Regions from separate parts of the Hordeum vulgare genome. Here region 1 is linked to region 2. The links are chromatin contacts, called in public Hi-C maps. All regions are on one chromosome and are shown on one strand. Each heading gives the region's core, a stretch centred on a gene start, on an enhancer-like site or on the middle of the called end of the contact. The rest is flanking DNA. Distances are from core to core; before and after follow the strand shown.

The links. Hi-C and Micro-C count contacts between places; a contact is called where the count stands out from the background.
Region 1: a contact with region 2 is called in a Hi-C map of seedling, with 4 times the contacts expected there. The contact joins the promoter of LOC123426634 here to the promoter of LOC123426630 in region 2. A contact is called at or near these places in 2 of 6 Hi-C or Micro-C datasets (leaf and seedling).

Annotation. Positions count from the first base shown.
Region 1 is chr2H:455,170,637-455,176,061 of MorexV3_pseudomolecules_assembly, forward strand. It overlaps LOC123426634 (arogenate dehydratase/prephenate dehydratase 6, chloroplastic-like), which reads left to right and starts at 1,732. Exons shown (of 1, transcript XM_045110494.1): 1 at 1,732-3,371. The coding sequence starts at 1,933. The coding sequence ends at 3,177.
Region 2 is chr2H:454,555,788-454,560,774 of MorexV3_pseudomolecules_assembly, forward strand. It overlaps LOC123426630, which reads left to right and starts at 2,566. Exons shown (of 7, transcript XM_045110490.1): 1 at 2,566-3,360; 2 at 3,498-3,594; 3 at 3,678-3,731; 4 at 3,826-3,917. The coding sequence starts at 2,663.

The DNA.
Region 1 (5,425 bases), core at 482-2,981, 610 kb after region 2:
TTAGTCCATAGGAATTGTCATCAATTACCAAAACCACATATGGAGATATATGCTCTAACAACAAGCAACATTCCCGCTTAGTACAGGTGAAGGCTAGCAATAGATTTAGAAGAGATCAGCTAGAGAGCGAAAACGGTCATAATCATGCATTATGAATAGTTAACATTGATCATTAGAGTAGGATATTAACACTCTGAATTTAAATATCATGAAGGTTGCATAGGTTTTAAATTAACTACATGTTTGCATATGGGCCAAGTCAAGCCGCTCGAGTCACTCACAGGGAAATACCATACTACCATACCACATCATAACCATTTTTATGCATGTTAACTCATAAGATGAATCAGTATCCACTCCTGGCTATTTAAACATGGTATGAGAAACTATAATCTCTAATTGTCCTCATAAACATGTTTACTCATGATATACTAAATGAAGATCAAACGGGGTAAATATATTTACAAAAATGGAAAACAACAAGAGTTCATACCAGCTTCCTTTGCCACGATCACCTCACCAAATATCGTCGTTATTACCTTTCACTTGCACGACCGAATGATGTAATAATAATGGTAGAGCAAGAGTATCGTGGGCTAAAATGAAATCTGCAAGGTAGTTTATACAAAGGAGAAGACAAGGTAATTTGCGCTCTTTTGTTGGATCAACATTAACGCATATGAGAGCGAGGGGAGGCGCGGGAGAAAGGTTAGCCGATAGCGGTGGCCATGACTTTCTGGGACAACCACCACCAACGAACTTGTGGAGCCAAAGGAGACGGCGAACAACACGCATGGGAAGACCGGATCTTGCCCACCGATCGCCAAAACTGCCGACTATGGGCGCCGCCATCGCCGGGACTACCAGACCCATCGCTCCGCCCAGGAGCACCGCTTAGAAGGGAAGGAGCGACAAGAGCCCCGCCACCGCCGTCCTCGGGAGCCAAGCCGGCTTCGCCGTCGGCTCCCTCACGCGACAGCGTGGAGAATAGAGGAGGAGAGGGCGGTGGCTGCCGAAGTAAAAGTACCTTGTTCTTTGTCTCCTATTACCTTCGATCCGATCTCACAGTTCGGGCCTCCTATGCGAGATCTGTCAGTTTTAACACCGACACAGGACGCATCAAAGGACGCACCAAAAAAAAATGAACCAAATGTCAGTTTGGATATACATAGAATGAAAAAAAATGCTAGACTAAAAAAAGTAAATCAATTACTCCACGCCATGTTTTGTTGTAGGGATTCATCGTCGAAAATCAATACAGAAAAATATCTCCCTACCAAGACAAAAATGCAGAGGAATCTAGATAGGCATCCAGCGCGCAGCAGTCTTCACTGTGCTTGGCACGCACCTGGCGCCGTGATTCGCCGGGCGATCTAAGAAACGACGGCGAAAAGGGGAGGCAGGCGCGCGCGGCTACAAGCCGCCGGCGCACGCGACCACAAGGGAAGGGGGGATGCACGCCACGTTCTCCTTGAGTTTCTTCTACCCCTCGGGACGGCTCAGTTGGTTGGTGAAGCAGGCCAAGACCTTTCGATATATTTACCCGAAAAGATACACATTTTGATTTGACGCTGACCCAACCAACCCCCCATGGTATCAGTCCTGACTCCCGAGTCGTGAATCCGTTGCCCCACGCGTCCCCACCAGGCCACCACACGGTCCACACCAACCCCGCTTCCCTCCTTCCAGCTCAAGCCCGCAACACAAACCAACCAATCGCCACCTATATATCCCCTTCCACCATCCCCTTCCCCTCTCAGCTTCCCCATCGAAGCTTACTCGACTACCAGTACTAGTTTCTTTTAGTTTCTCTCAAATTACCTTTTAGTTACCCGGCGCTATCGGCATCGTTTGTACTACTACTCTACTACCAGGCAGATTTCCAGGCCAAGAAACGGACCAACAGCTAGCTAATCGGTGCCGTTACTGGTCATGGCCGCCGCGAGTTTCATCAAGGCGCCCGCCGGGCAGAATCCCAGGCTGGCAGTCCACGCTCCGGGGAGGAGCGGCCGCGTCGTCAGGTGCTCGCTTGGCGCGGCCGTCGGCGGCCGGACCGAGTGGCTGAGCAGCTGCGCCGTCCTCTCCAGCAAGGTGGCCGCGCTCGGCCCCCACTCCGTCAACGGCCACGCCGCGCCGGCGCCGGCCCCCAACGGCGCGGTGCTCGATTTGATCCCCGTCAGCGGTGTTAACGGCGCCGCCAAGAACCTGCCGGCGCCGCTGCGGATTGCGGACCTGTCCCCGGCGCCGATGCACGGCTCTGAGCTGCGCGTGGCGTACCAGGGCGTGCCGGGCGCGTACAGCGAGAAGGCGGCCGGTAAGGCCTACCCGGGCTGCGACGCCATCCCCTGCGACCAGTTCGAGGTTGCGTTCCAGGCCGTGGAGCTCTGGATCGCGGACCGGGCCGTGCTCCCCGTGGAGAACTCGCTCGGCGGCAGCATCCACCGTAACTACGACCTCCTGCTCCGCCACCGGCTCCACATCGTCGGCGAGGTGCAGCTCCCCGTGCACCACTGCCTCCTCGCGCTCCCGGGCGTGCGCAAGGAGAACATCACCCGCGTCATCAGCCACCCGCAGGCGCTGGCGCAGTGCGAGCACACCATCACCCGCATGGGCCTCAACGTCGTCCGCGAGGCCTTCGACGACACCGCTGGCGCCGCCGAGTACGTGGCCACCAACGGCCTCCGCGACACGGCCGCCATCGCGTCGTCCCGCGCCGCCGAGCTGTACGGCATGGAGATTCTCGCCGACGGAATACAGGACGACTGCGGCAACGTGACCCGGTTCGTGATGCTGGCAAGGGAGCCCATCGTGCCGCGCACGGACAGGCCGTTCAAGACGAGCATCGTGTTCGCGCACGACAAGGAGGGCACCTCCGTGCTCTTCAAGGTGCTCTCGGCCTTCGCCTTCCGCGACATCACGCTGACCAAGATCGAGAGCCGGCCGCACCGCCACCGGCCCATCCGCCTGGTGGACGACGCCAACCGCGGCACGGCAAAGCATTTCGAGTACATGTTCTACGTGGACTTCCAGGCCTCCCTCGCGGAGCCGCGGGCGCAGAACGCGCTGGCCGAGGTCCAGGAGTTCACGTCATTCCTGCGGGTGCTCGGGAGCTACCCGATGGACATGACCCCCATGACCGCTGGCTCCTCCTCCACCGTCACATCGTCCGACTCGTAGCTCCCTGGAGAATCAGTGGAGCAGTAGGGACGTCGGTTAATTTGTGGTCATGTCGTCCCACTCCTCCCTCGTTGGCAGCTGGGGTAATTAGTTTTGTTCTTCGATGTTCTTGTTGTCATAATACCTGTAAAATCGTGCCATTTGAGCCAGTTAATACGCAGTGGAATACTACTCCCTCCATCACAGTTTATAAAGCATGCACATATATTTAGGTCGTCAATTTAACTTATATAAAATACTCACTTCGTTCCAAAATATAAAACCTTTTAGGGATAACATATGGAGCAAAATGAATGAATCTATACTTTAAAATATGTATATGTACATCCGTATGTAGTTTATAGTGCAATCTGAAATGTCTTATATTTTGGAAGGGAGGGAGTACATTGTTTAACATAAAAAATATACCATTAAAAAATAGAACATCTAAAGTTTCTAATGATATATTTTTTATAATATATGACTCTTAGTAAGTTGGTTAAATTGACTATCTAGATACACGTGTCGGACTTATAAACTGAAATAGAAGGAATACTAGTACTCCACTCCACATGAACTCTTCTTTTTTTTTAATCAAAACTCCACATGAACTCATGTCGTTGCCTGTGTCGTCCCGAAACAACTTGTCGGGCGAAAACGAAAGTTGCAAGGAATTTGTGGCTACGTTGACGTGCTGTGGCAAAACAAAGAGGGTGGTAGGTGGCGGGGGCACGTTCGTCCTCGCTCTTGGGCTTTGCTTGTAGCCTTTTGTTTTGGTAGTTAGTTGCACGTCCTCGTGCCTCGTCGTCTCGAACGCATACGCACACACGCACGCACGAACTTTTCTTGGAACTGCAATGGGCACGAACTTTTCTTCGAACTGGAATGGTCAGGGCAACTTTAACGGCCGACCCAAACGGACGGCGATTTTATTCGTTTAGGTCGACCAGGCGAACACGAAAGTCCGCTTCGACGTTTGGATCGAGGCATGTGTCCAACACTGGGTCAATTCATTTTTATCGACGTACATCAAACATGCATAATTTAAACATTAAAAAAGCCGGCTACGAAGGCTGACGAGAGTCCACGCATTACATTATTAATGAAAAAGAAAAAAAACTAGGCTTCCTCGGTGGCGGCGACGAGGTCGGGCTGTGCCGGAGCGGGGACAGGTTGTGCTGGCGCGGGTAGTGCTGGTGTCAGCGATGGCACAGCACGGACACGCTCGCTCGTCAGACGGAGCGTCATCTTAGCTTGAAGGTAGACGGCCTCCTCTGAAAGAAGCACGTTGGGGTGAACGACGCGGGTGTTCTGGAAGAAGCCGGACGTAGCACGGGCGCGCTCGTGCGCCTGGTGCATCGCCCTCTTAGCCTGCAGGTAGGCGACCTCCTCTGGCAGCATCTCGTGGGCATAGATGACGAGGTTGTCGCCCTTGTCCATGGCTGCTGGGTCGTCGACGAGGAAACAGAGGGGTGGCTGGATGTGGATGGGGGGGGTTCTGAAAGCAGATGGCGGAACCCAGCGCAAGCTCGAATTAAAAAAGGCAGACAGCTGTTGCTGACGTGTGGGCCGAGGATGACGGCCGTCATAAATTATGTTGACCGCGGTGGTTGAGGGCGAACACCGAGGAAACGCGTGCACGTCTGTGCCGACGCATTTCAGTATTAAATTTGGACCGAAAATGGGTCGTCGTGGAAGCGAAACGGATATGTTTTGACAATGAATCGACGCATTGGATCATCATTTTTGTCTGCACCGATCCAAACACACGGAGGCGGACAAAATAAGTTGCCTCGTTGAAGTTGCTCTCACGATGTAAATAAAATGGGTCGATCCGGTCAAGATGTGGTGGGTTGCTTTTCAAAGAAAGGAGGGTGAACTACTCCCAGAAATAACATACTAGTACTATATGGTACTCACAAGTCATTCACCCACGTGTTTTTGGTGGGACAAACCCAAACGAATTAATCACTTCTGATATAAAAACGAAAGGTGTACTCCCGAAAAAGATATAAAAACGAAAGGATCACTGATTAATTAACCGGCTGGACCCCAAAGACAGGGACGCGTCATCTGCACGACGCCCGCGCAGCGCAACAACAACGGCAGCCACTACCGTGGACGATTTCGCCACACAGCAAACGCCAAAGGGCCACCATGTCGGAACTGCTATACATTTCTGGACGGTATTTAAAAGATAGTACTTAAACCATCTATAATCAGACCCCTCATATCTGTTATCCAAACAAATTGTTCGGTCAATGATTCA
Region 2 (4,987 bases), core at 1,316-3,815:
TTTTACTTTGTCTACATCATATCATCGTCCGCCAAGCATTGCTCTACTTTTATTTAATACTCTATATGCATGCTAGATATTGGTCGATGGATGGAGTAATAGTAGTAGATGGAGGCATGAGTCGGTCAACTTGCTTAAGGACGTGATGCCTATATGTAATTATCATTGCCATGAATAAATATGGCATGAATATCCGCTTTTTCTATCAATTGCCCGGAGTAATTTGTTTACCAACTGTATGTTTTTAGAGAAGCCTCTAGAGAAAACTATGGCCCCGGATCCCTTCACAAATGTAATTAACAAAACTCTAAATACCTTTCTGCCATTATTTACTTTATTTTTATTTTTTGTTTATATTTATCAAACTATCTATCTATCACTACTTATCGCTTGCAAGTAACGAGTACACGGGGATTGACAACCCTCTTGCCCGCGTTGGGTGCATGTGTGTGCTCTTTTATGTGCAAGTGCTCAAGAGGGGAAATTGTGTGGTCCTTCTATTGGTTCGATAACATTAGTTCTCACTGAGGAAAATACTTACCTCTATTGTTGTCACGACTTGATCCAAATTTCCCCTATAAAATGAAGACTATTATCCACAAATAGTAAATGAGATATATGTAGTGTGTATATTTTAAGCCGGAAATCTTGGATAACCCCTCTTGTCGAAGCATCATTATGTAACAAAGATAGGGCTTCAACCACAAAAATGAATAAGTGCGGTGATAAAGGGTTCTCTAGCCTAAGGCCACATGAAGGATGGAAATATTCTAGAAGTCGGACATTAATCCAAACAAAAATTTCACTATAGTAACACAAGTCATAACCCGCTTAATCCATATTGGAGCAAAGCCATATGCTTGAAGCATACTTTCTAGGAATTTAGAGTCCACGCTGTCATAGCTTTAGCGAAATCCAACTTATTATATGCACAAAGTTTACCGTGAGCATCTTTCAACGAATTTAAAGAATGCATACATTCAAAAGCGATGAGAGCATTATCATAAATTTATCTACCAACGATAAAGGCACTTTGGGTAGGAGAAATCATACCATCTAGTAGAGACCTCAGTATGTCAGCAAGGCACTTGGAGATAATTTTATATATGACATTACATGGGCTAATTGGTCGGAAGTCCTTTATGAACCGAGGATTCTTCACCTTAATTAGGAAAAGGAACAATAGTCATATCATTTATCCCCCGAGGCATACTTCCAGAAATAAAGAATTGTTGGACAACACTCAAAGTGCTGGTTATCGACTGGAGGAGGGGTGGGGGGTGAATAGTCAATTTTTATGAAAAGCCCCGACAAGTGAGGAGAACTCGGTTGCACATTGAAGAATCTTTGATGGATAGCCGACTACCATGCAAAATATGACTATTTTCACGGGGTTGATAAATTTTGGGATCAGTTAGATGTAAACTCATTGAACTTTGATACTTTTTGGGAGTGATGCACATGTTTGCAACTATTTTTACGTATGTAATTGATTTAACATATACATGTCAAGTAGAGGAGGTTGAACATGAGGCTAAAGTTTAGTGCACAGTTGGATGGCGTGTTCTTGTATCTCTGTCCGCGAACGCATTAGTGCTTGATTTGAGTAATTCCCATTGAAGATACGTGAGTGGAGTTATGCATCAATACAAACAAAAGGAAGCAAATAAAAAAAATACTATCCCATCTAAGTTTATTGGCCCCCCTCATGCTTTGTGTCAAACATTGATCCTTTGTAAAACTAACAAAATAGAATTATATGGTAAAAAAGTATATTTTGGAGTTGTATTTTCAAAAAGTTTTCCATAATATTTTTTTATGATGTATATTTTAATTTTATATTAGTTAAACTTTAACCCAAAATAAGGAGGCGCCTCACGAAACCAGACGAAGGTGCTACATGCTTTCTCCGTCCGAAAATTTGTGTTTAAGGGCCTCTTTGATTCGTAGGATTTTAAAAACATAGAAATAGAAAAAGTATAGAGTTAGAGTGGCATGCCCACTTGAATCCTATAGGATTAGCAATGGGTGTTATAGAAAAAACGAAGGAATTGTAAAAAAAAGATTAGAGTAGATGTTAGATTTTCTATGAAATGTAGTACAAAAGATTTCATAGAAAAAAATCCTATGAAATCAAATCCTATAAATCAAAAGACCAACAAAGAAAAAAAAATCCTAAAGTATTTCAACCCTCCAGAAATTCTATAGAATTGCTTTGAATCAAAGAGGCACAGTACTTCAGTACACAATAAAAACTGGCTGCATATCGTAGACAATGTTTTTTTTCTGTAGATTTTTAGGTCTTTCGGACCAGCCCAAATTTCAAACTTGAAACAGGCCTGACGACACAGTACTTCTTCAGTCTGCCTGCCACCCACACTGATCCCATTGGACCGACCTGTGGGTCCGCTTCACTTTTTTCCGGGAAAGAAAGGGCCCACTCCGCGGCAACGTGTAACGCGGCAAGGTCACGGAGCCGTGAGCAAGCCGTAACGGAACCGTGGGTCGCCCCCGTTCCCCATCACCATAACCTGCGTACCGTCCACCGGCACCCACCCCCAGCGGCCAGCGAGCGGGGGGTAACGTCGTCACCCTAACGCCGCCGCCGTGGCCGGGAGCGGAGCCCGCGGCGCAGCCCTAACGCTGCCACGAGCGCCATCCTATGGCCTCCTGCAACGACGACTTCGGCCTCCTCGGTGACGCCCACCCCGCTCCCCAGGCTCCCGCCCAGCCGGCCCCACCGCAGCAGGCCCAGGCCTTCTGCTTCGTCGAAGCCCCGGCCGCGGGCTCCGCCGCCGGCCCCTTCGCGCCGGCCCGGGAGGAGGGCAACCACAGCTCCGACCGCGGGAAGGCGTCGCACCACACCAAGCGGAGGAGGGACCGCCCGGAGGAGTTCAGCGATGGGGGCGAGTACTGCTCCTACATCAGCGGCGGCGGCAGCGGGGGGAGGAGGGGCCGTGGCGGCGGCGTCTCGTCGGACTACCGCAAGGATCGGGAGGAGTGGACGGACGGCGCCATCAGCAGCCTCCTAGACGCATACACGGACCGGTTCGAGCTGCTCAACCGAGGGAATCTCCGGGGGAGGGACTGGGAGGACGTCGCCGCTGCCGTGACCGACGGGCATGGCAAGGGCAGCGGGGGCAAGAGCGTGGAGCAGTGTAAGAATAAGATCGACAACCTCAAGAAGCGCTACAAGGTAGAGTGCCAACGCATCGCCGGCTCCGCCTCGGCCAGCCTCTGGCCCTGGTACAAGCAGATGGAGCAGATTATGGGCAACTCCCCATCGCCCGGCACCCTCAAGCCGCCGCCGGCCACCAACGACGAAAAGCCGCGGCAACAGCAGCAGAACAGCAACAAGAGGTGGCTCCTTTTTACATCTCTGCTCTCATTAATTTGGGGATCTAATGGTGGAGAGTCTGGAGACGAGCTAATGCTTATCCATGCAGGTGCCCTTCTTCCGGCTCTGTCCACACTACTACCATGGTTCCTTTTTCCAGATCGACTCCTCTCTCGAATCCGAAATGGAAAAGGGTACTTCTGAAGATTGGGGGCACTGCATTGGCTGGAGAAGCTCCTCATAATGTTGACCCTAAGGTAGTACCATTCCTTAAATATATGCACAGATCTTGTTCATTGCTCTGCTGAATTTTTCACACAGAGCCTTGTGACCTTGCCAGGTTATCATGCTGATTGCCAGAGAAGTTCAAGTGGCATGCCGCCATGGTGTTGAGGTAAATAGAATACATTCATTCTACTATTCTATACATCCATTTTGTAAATATCAAGCGATACAGGCCAAACTAATATTGCATTTTGTCCAATCAGGTGGCTATTCTCATGGGAGGTCGGAATGTATTCTGCACTGACTCTTGGGTTGCTGCCACTGGCACTGATAGAGCTTCAACGCATCTGATTGGGTAATTATCTTGGAATCATGTCATTGTTAGCTTTCTCAAAACTAAAAGAGTTTGGCTGCTTGCATACCAAGATGCCAAACAGAGTAGTATATGGATAGCTTTTCCTTGGGTTTTGTTCCAGTGCACAGATCGGTTGAGGCTGGTCCAATCTGTGTGTCAATAAAACTACTTTGTAACTATTCTTCACATGCTCGTTTTAATGTATAGAGTGCTATATTGCAAGTGCCAATATGAATTCCAAAACAAAAAAGAAGAAGAAAGAATTCATACATTGTTTTTAAGGCGTCCCCGAAGCGTCGCCTAGGCGTCAAAGCGCCCAGAGACGGCGAGGCGTCGGGCTTGCCTTAGACCATGGACCAAGGCGTCCAGATTCCCTTCTTGAGGTGTCCAAGTCGTCGCCTAGGCGGGGGAGGCGTCGCCTTGTCCAATTTGGACGCCTTGGGCGGGATTGGGCGGGAACTGGTGAGTGGCGGGGCGGGAAACAGAAATTGGGCGGGATTGAATAGAAATTGGGGGCCAATCTGAGGTGAAATAGATGGGAGTGAGAGTGGGGAACACACCGGTGACAGAAAATCAATCCGAGAGAGAGAGAATAGCTCTCTCCTCTCAGGCGGCCAGCCCCTCCTCCGCCAGATCCCGTCCGCCGGCCAAGTTTCCTCCCTCGTCCAGCTTCCTCTCCCTCGCCGACCAAGCTTCCAGGCCTCTCCTCCCCTGGCCCATCCCTCCCCCAGCAGGGCAACAAAGTACGACTGCTCTGCTGCCCATGGTCTCTTTCCTCTCCGCCCCTCACTGCTCTGCTGCTGTGTTGTGCTGTGCTGTGCTGCTTCAAAAAGTGAACTAAGGCGTCGCCTCGCCTCGCGCTTTAAGCGCCTAGGTGTTGAGGTGCCCCCCCAACGCATTAAAACGCCTGGACGCCTTAAAAACCATGCAAATGATTAGAGACATAGCCAGAGCCTCAGTGACTCACCAAGCTTAAAAACTGGAAGCAGTTGTTTTAGTTTAAAGTATATTCAATCCCCCCAAAAAGTTTGCATGAATCTTAAAATTACTTAATAAGGGTATTCTCGTAC